Regions from separate parts of the Mus musculus genome. Here region 1 is linked to region 2. The links are chromatin contacts, called in public HiChIP or PLAC-seq maps. All regions are on one chromosome and are shown on one strand. Each heading gives the region's core, a stretch centred on a gene start, on an enhancer-like site or on the middle of the called end of the contact. The rest is flanking DNA. Distances are from core to core; before and after follow the strand shown.

Evidence for each region. HiChIP or PLAC-seq counts read pairs in DNA pulled down with a chosen protein or histone mark.
Region 1: a contact with region 2 is called in a CTCF HiChIP or PLAC-seq map of the NIH/3T3 cell line, with 18 read pairs. The contact joins the promoter of Scp2 here to the enhancer-like site in region 2. A contact is called at or near these places in 6 of 39 promoter capture datasets (the 3T3-L1 cell line, 3T3-L1-derived adipocytes, cranial neural crest and 2 more), 1 of 15 datasets of contacts at CTCF or cohesin (the NIH/3T3 cell line), 21 of 484 Hi-C or Micro-C datasets (CD4 T cells, CD8 T cells, DN2 thymocytes and 15 more), 1 of 115 datasets of contacts at active chromatin or transcription factors (bone marrow-derived macrophages) and 3 of 9 other capture datasets (adipose tissue, liver and pancreatic islet).

What each region holds. Positions count from the first base shown.
Region 1 is chr4:108,117,281-108,120,487 of GRCm38.p6, forward strand. It overlaps Scp2 (sterol carrier protein 2, liver), which reads right to left and starts at 1,267. Exons shown (of 16, transcript NM_011327.4): 1 at 1,099-1,267. The coding sequence starts at 1,167.
Region 2 is chr4:108,056,227-108,059,497 of GRCm38.p6, forward strand. The region is part of intron 13 of Scp2 (sterol carrier protein 2, liver); the gene reads right to left. Among named protein-coding and RNA genes, the nearest start is that of Gm23354, 16 kb to the left of the region's middle. Within about 2 kb of position 2,020, at least 98 of the 459 cell types and tissues checked have an H3K27ac peak or open chromatin away from gene starts, as enhancers often do. A contact at or near this core is called in CD8 T cells, DN2 thymocytes, the NIH/3T3 cell line and 7 more, where this site is marked.

The DNA of each region.
Region 1 (3,207 bases), core at 17-2,516, 60 kb after region 2:
GTGGGATGCCCTTTAAGTTTTAGAACATATTAGTCAACTTTTCTATTTACATGTTTTGAATAAATTATTTGTTTTCACCTGTTACTAAGATAATGTAAAATTTGGGTTTTGTTTTTTTTTTTTACAGTACAAAAAGATTCTTCACAGTAACTCTTTCACCAGTAAATCCATTTAATATCAATCATCTAACATTCACTGTCATTAGGCACGAGTGATTTATCACTGTGAGTGATACAGCAGTAAATAATTGTGGTACCCACCCTGTAGCAATACATTAGGAGAATATAGTCATCTGAACAAAGAATCCCAGTGCATCAAAGTAAATTAGAGCTAAGCTCAAGGCTCTAGAGGTAAGAAAGACAAGATAGGGCTGGCGAGATGGCTCAACGGGTAAGAGAACTGACTGCTCTTCTGAAAGTCCTGGGTTCAAATCCCAGCAACCACATGTTTGTTTGTTTTGTTTTGTTTGTCGGTTTGGTTTGCTTTGTTTTGTGAAACAAGGTCTTGATATGATTCAGACTCGCAGCAGTTCTCCTGGCTGCATCTCCTAAAGCTCATACTAGAGATGTGAACCACCCGGCCGGCCTACTCGGGATTTAGAATCTAAGGAAGTGTGAGATTTGTGCTGTGTTGGGGGCTCCTTCACAGACTAAAAAGCTAGAATAAGCAAACAGGAAGGCGAATAAAAAAATGACTGAGAGGGGCTGGCGAGATGGCTCAGTGGTTAAGAGCACCGACTGCTTTTCCGAAGGTCCGGAGTTCAAATCCCAGCAACCACATGGTGGCTCACAACCATCCGTAACGAAATCTGATGCCCTCTTCTGGAGTATCTGAGGACAGCTACAATGTACTTACTTACATGTACTTACATATAATAAATAAATAAATCTTTAAAAAAAAAAAAAATGACTGAGAGAACAAGCCCAAGATACTGAGACCCTAGTGACAGCATCATACACCCTCAGGTCGCCTCTCTGGAGGGAAAGGTCAGAGGGACAGCAGCGCAGACTGTGACCGTCCCCTTGCCGCGCTTCCCTGTCGCCTCGGACTGCGGGGAATAACAGAGGCAGATCTCTCGCTGCTCACAACTCTGTTTACCTTGGTCATGCCAACGCCGACCACGAACACCCGGCGCAGGCGCGGAGATTTCAAAGCGACAGAAGGCATGGCTCCAGCAGCGAAGGTCTCCTACAGACTGAGGCTTTGCAGAACCAAAGCCGGGTCGGGTCCGATTATCCCAACCCCAGGCGTCGGGGGCGGGGCCGCAGCGTCAGGGGCGGGGCCGAGTTACGGGAACCGACCGGAGGAGGCAGGGTAGAGGATGTACGCATGCGTGGCGATCCTAGAGCCAAGTCCTTTATGGGTTCTTTTGACCTACTGTGTTAGACTCAGGCAAAGTTTCTCAAGGAGGCCTCGGTTTCTGTGCTTCCTCTTTTTACAGTGAGAGAGGGAAGGCCTAAAATGGAAGCTCTGGCCTCAGAGGAAACTCAGAATCCTGTGGGGATTCTCTAGAGTGTTAGAGACGTTCTGTATGTGTGAGAGTAGTTACAACACGCAGTATATGAGCAAAAAGCACGATGTACACTAATAAAGTCAGAATTCTATGTGCGGATAAGATGTTTTTTAAAAATTAAGTCAGATCAGGGCTTAGTGGTTCACACCTTTAATATCTCCACACGAGAGGAAGAGGCAGGCAGATCTCTGCCAAAAATGGTACAAAGACCAAAATCCATCAAAGACCTGGTCCATAGTTCCAGGAAACAGGAAAGTCTCTAAATGTGGTAACCTTACGTTTTGGCTTCCGTAGTTCTGTTTCTTGCTAATTGAAGTGTGCCAACCAGAATGTGGGTTTCCATGATTGGACAAGTATCCTCTGTAGCCAGGAGCCATCAATACGAAGTTTGTTCTCAGCCTTAAGAGTGTCTGTGTCGGGCTGGAAAGATGGCTCAGCGGTTAAGAGCACTGACTGTTCTTAAAGGTACTGAGTTCAAATCCCAGCAACCACGTGGTGGTTCACAACCATCCGAAATGCGATCTGATGCCCTCTTCTGGGGTGTCTGAAGACAGCTACAGTCATAAATAAATAAATAAATAAATAAATAGGAAAAAAAGGTATATATTACTATCCCCTAAACTTAAAAAAAAAAAAAAAAAAAAAAGAGTGTCTGTGTCTCTATTACTATCCCCTTTAAAAGAAAAAAAAAAAGAGTTTCTGTGTCTGAGCTGGCGAGATGGCTCAGCGGGTAAGAACACTGCTCTTCTGAAGGTCCTGAGTTGAGATCTGACGCCCTCTTCTGGTGTGTCTGAAGACAGCTACAGTGCACTTATGTATAATAATAAATAAATCTTAAAAAAAAAAAAAAAAACAGACTGTCTGTGTGCTGTTCTCTGGTGGACATGCCTCAAAACAAATTCAAGTCCAGCCTGGAATCATCTGCAAAGTGAGACCCTGTCTCAAAAAAAAAAAAAAAAAAAAAGAAGAAGAAGAAGAAGAAGTTATAATGTGCATGGGGGGGGCTAACTTGCTCTGTAGACCAGGCTGGCCTCACATACAGAAATCCGCCTGTCTCTGCCTCCCAAGAGCTGGGATTAAAGACTTGGGCCATTACTGCCCAGCAACTATGCATATTTTTTTGTAACAGCCAGTCAAGCATAATCCGATCGGTCAGACCATGTCTGGTAAAGCGACTGCTCGTCTGTTACTATTTCTTTACTGTCCTTCCATTGTTCTAGCTGTAAATATTGTCCATGTTCGAAAGCTGAGCTCCCTGAGCCTCTTTTGATTATGAATAATGCCTATCTTATGTGTGAATTATTTCTTATGTGGCAGAGCAACACTTGGGAAAGCAAGCAGATCCTAACACTTGGGAAAGCAGAGGCAGGTGGCTGGCTATCTATGAGTTTAAGGTCAGCCTGGTCTACACAGCCAGTTCCAGGACAGACAAAGCTATGTAGAAAGCCCCTGTCTCCAAAAAAAAAAAAAAAATCAGATTTATCCTTCAACTTAACTGATTGGAAGTTCTTTTAACCTGCCGATTGTTATTTGAAGAGTCTGTATTTGTGGGCTAGCCTACTCACCTTTGTTTGTAACTCTACAATCAACATGTGAGATGATGAACGGTATGTTTCCCAAAGCCATCCTTTCATCTGTGGACAGACTAGGACACAATCTACCCTCTTAATCCAGCTCTCACAATGTAAACCCAT
Region 2 (3,271 bases), core at 770-3,269:
AAGCAGCGCTGGCAGGACGGCTCAGTGCTTGCCTATGACCCGAGTTTAGTCCCCAGACCCATTATAAAGGCAGAACAGCTGCACTAAGCCGTCCTCGGACATTCACAGGTGAGTCACAGCACACATATCCCCACCACACCACGTACATAGGCACAGGCTCTAATGGTAAATACATTTCTAGTTAAAAAAGGAAACCAAGGTCCAGAGAGGTGGCTCAGTGGTTAAAAGTGGCTACTCTTCCAGAGGACCCAGGTTCAGTGTCTCACAGCCATCTGTTAACTCCAGCTACAGAAGATCCAATCCCCTCTTCTATCCTCCATAGATACTCGGCATGCACATGGTACATAGACACGCATGGAGGCAAAACGACAAACTCATTTAAGAATAAATTAATTAAAAAAAAAAAGAAAACCAGCCAGGTGTGGTGGCACATGCCTTTAATCCCAGCACTCGGGAGGCAGAGGCAGACGGATTTCTGAGTTCAAGGCCAGCCTGGTCTACAAAGTGAGTTCCAAGACAGCCAGGGCTATACAGAGAAACCCTGTCTCAAAAAACCAAAAAAAAAAAAAAAAAAAAGAAAACCAAAATTGGTACAATTTTTGATATCTTTTTTAAAGAAAAGAAACACATTCATTGTAAACAAATTAGCAAATATAAATAAGCAAAAAGAAAACATAAATCATTTCTAATTTTATCCTATAAAGAAACATCACAGCTGCTATCAATTCCATCCTTTTTCTCTACACAATAGTTTTAAAAGCGAGTATGATGGCTGAGCCTGGTGGTGCACAGCCTTTAATCCTGACACTCAAAGCTTGAGGAAGACAGATCTGTGAGTTCCAGACCAGCCTGGGCTACCTAAGCAAGTTCCAGAAGAGCCAGGACTCCATAAAGACACTCTGGATCCAGTGGAGTGGTATGGACGGAATGGTATATGCATGGAATCCCAACTGAAGGTTCAAGGCCAGCCTGAGCTAACAACTGAGCCCTAGGCCAGCCTAGGTTGCACAGCTGAGAATCTAACCAAAAGGAGGTGGGGACCATCTACTTTTATATCCTCCTGCCTCTGCCTCCCGAGTGCTGAGATTAAAGTGTACATCACCACATCTGGTTTGTCCTTTTCTCTTTCAATAGAGAAAAATCTTTATGTGTGAGTGTGTGTGCACATTTTGGTTTTCTGACATATGGTTTTACTCTGTAACTTAGACTGATCTCAAACTGGCAGCCGCCTCCTGTCTCAGCCTCCCAAGTGCTGCTATGGTTACAAGCAGGAGCATCTGTACCCAGCAACAGTTCTAGCTAAATTTATTCTTAGGGATTTTTACAGTGTTCTTGTTAATAATATATCTTCATTATATTTAATGGCTGAGTTATTACAGACACATAGAAAATATGGTAATCTTTTTATGCTTTTTCTGGACCTGGCTACTTTTAAGTTTTCCTTGTCCATTTAGGACTTAATGGCCTGCAGTAATTTATATATCCAGGGTTCTTCATCCCTATTCTTTCCCTTAACAAAGATTTAAAGTGTTCACTGTATTCACACTGTAATGAGCACCTGAAACACTCAAATGCTTATTTCCCTGGAGGAATTTACATCACCTGACACCACAGTCACCTCTGTTTCTATGTGTGCAGAACCACGGCCCTAATTTGTGTTCTCTTCTTCCTTCCCACTCTGCGTGTGTGTGTGTGTGTGTGTGTGTGTGTGCGCGCGCGTGCGTGTGTATGTTTATACATGAGCAGTGTAACAATAACTGAAGTGTAATTCAGACCCTACAAAATGCACTTTTTCACAGTATACAATTTAGTAACTTTTTTTAGTGCACTCTAAGATGTGTTTGACAGTTAATCTTCATTATCAACTTGACAGGATTTAGAATCATAAAGAAAGACACACCTTGCTGAGTGTTAGTGCATTTCCAGAGGTTTACTAGAGAACCCCCACACCAGATGTGGGTGGCACTATCCCATGTGCTGGGATCCCAGACCAAATCAAAAGGGAAGCGGGCTGAGCACTGGCTCTTCTCTCTGGGCTGGAGCTCTTGGCCGTGGCTGTGCTATGACTCACGCTCCTGCCACCATCCCTCCCACCATGCCCAGACGGTATCTTTCTTAAACCAGGAGCCAAAATAAACCCTTCCTTCCTTCGACAGCTGTGTCACGTACGTGGCCACAGTGATGCAGAGAGTGACTAATAAACAACGTGCAACCTCAACATCACTACTCTCAGAACATTCTCACGTTCTCATGTGAACTAACAGCCCTTGCAGTCAGTCGCCATTTTCTGATACTAGCTTCTGAAAACCACAAACTGGCTTATTCTGAATATTTCCTATAAATAGAACCATACAGTGTGCTCTTTGTGAGTAGCCTGTTTCATTTAACATATTCTCAAGGTTCATGCTGGGTTGTGTATCAGCCAGTACCTCTCTCCTTTCTATGGTAAGATAAGACTCTACTGAATATGGTTACTTGTTTAACTATTTATGTTTCTTGTTGTGTGTGTGTATGTGCATTTTCTGTGTATTTGTACATGTACGTATGGGGGTGCTCACTCATGCAGGCACAAACAGATGCCAGCAACTGATGTCTTTTTCATCTGTCTTCCCATTTCATTCATTCATTCATTCATTCATTCATAGACAGGGTTTCTCTGTGTAGCCCTGGCTGTCCTGGAACTCTCTATGTAGAGCAGGCTGGCCTCAAACTTACAAGGATCCACCTGCCTCTGCCTCCTGAGTGCTGAGATTAAAGGCGTGCGCCACTCGGCCCAGCTTCCACCTTTCTGAGAAAGGTCTCACTGGACCTGGAGCTCAATGCTTCAGCTAGACTGGCTGCCAGCCAGCTCCCGGGATCCGCGTGTGTTCTCTCAGCTTTAGAAGCCCACCCACCGCCAGCCACACTCTGCCTTTGCACGGGTGCTCAGGGAATCCCAGCGTGGGTTCTCGTGCTCAGGAAGTCACGGCTTTACCCACTGAGCAGTCTCCAAGTCCTCTTCTCCTTGTCTTCATTTTGGTTTTATGACTACTGTGGACAGAGGCTCTTCTTCTCTTGCTTGGGTCGAGAGTTAGGAGGGAATTGCTGGATCATAAGCTGCTTAACTCCTCGAGGAACTACCAAACTTTCAAAACACCAATACCCCACAACCCTACTAGCATTGAATAGGGGTTCAAATGTCTCTACATCCTCACTACTGATTCGTATCCTCACTACCTTTTATTAGTCAGTTCACTGGTGTGTCAGACTTTTTCTTAAATAGTTCCTTGGT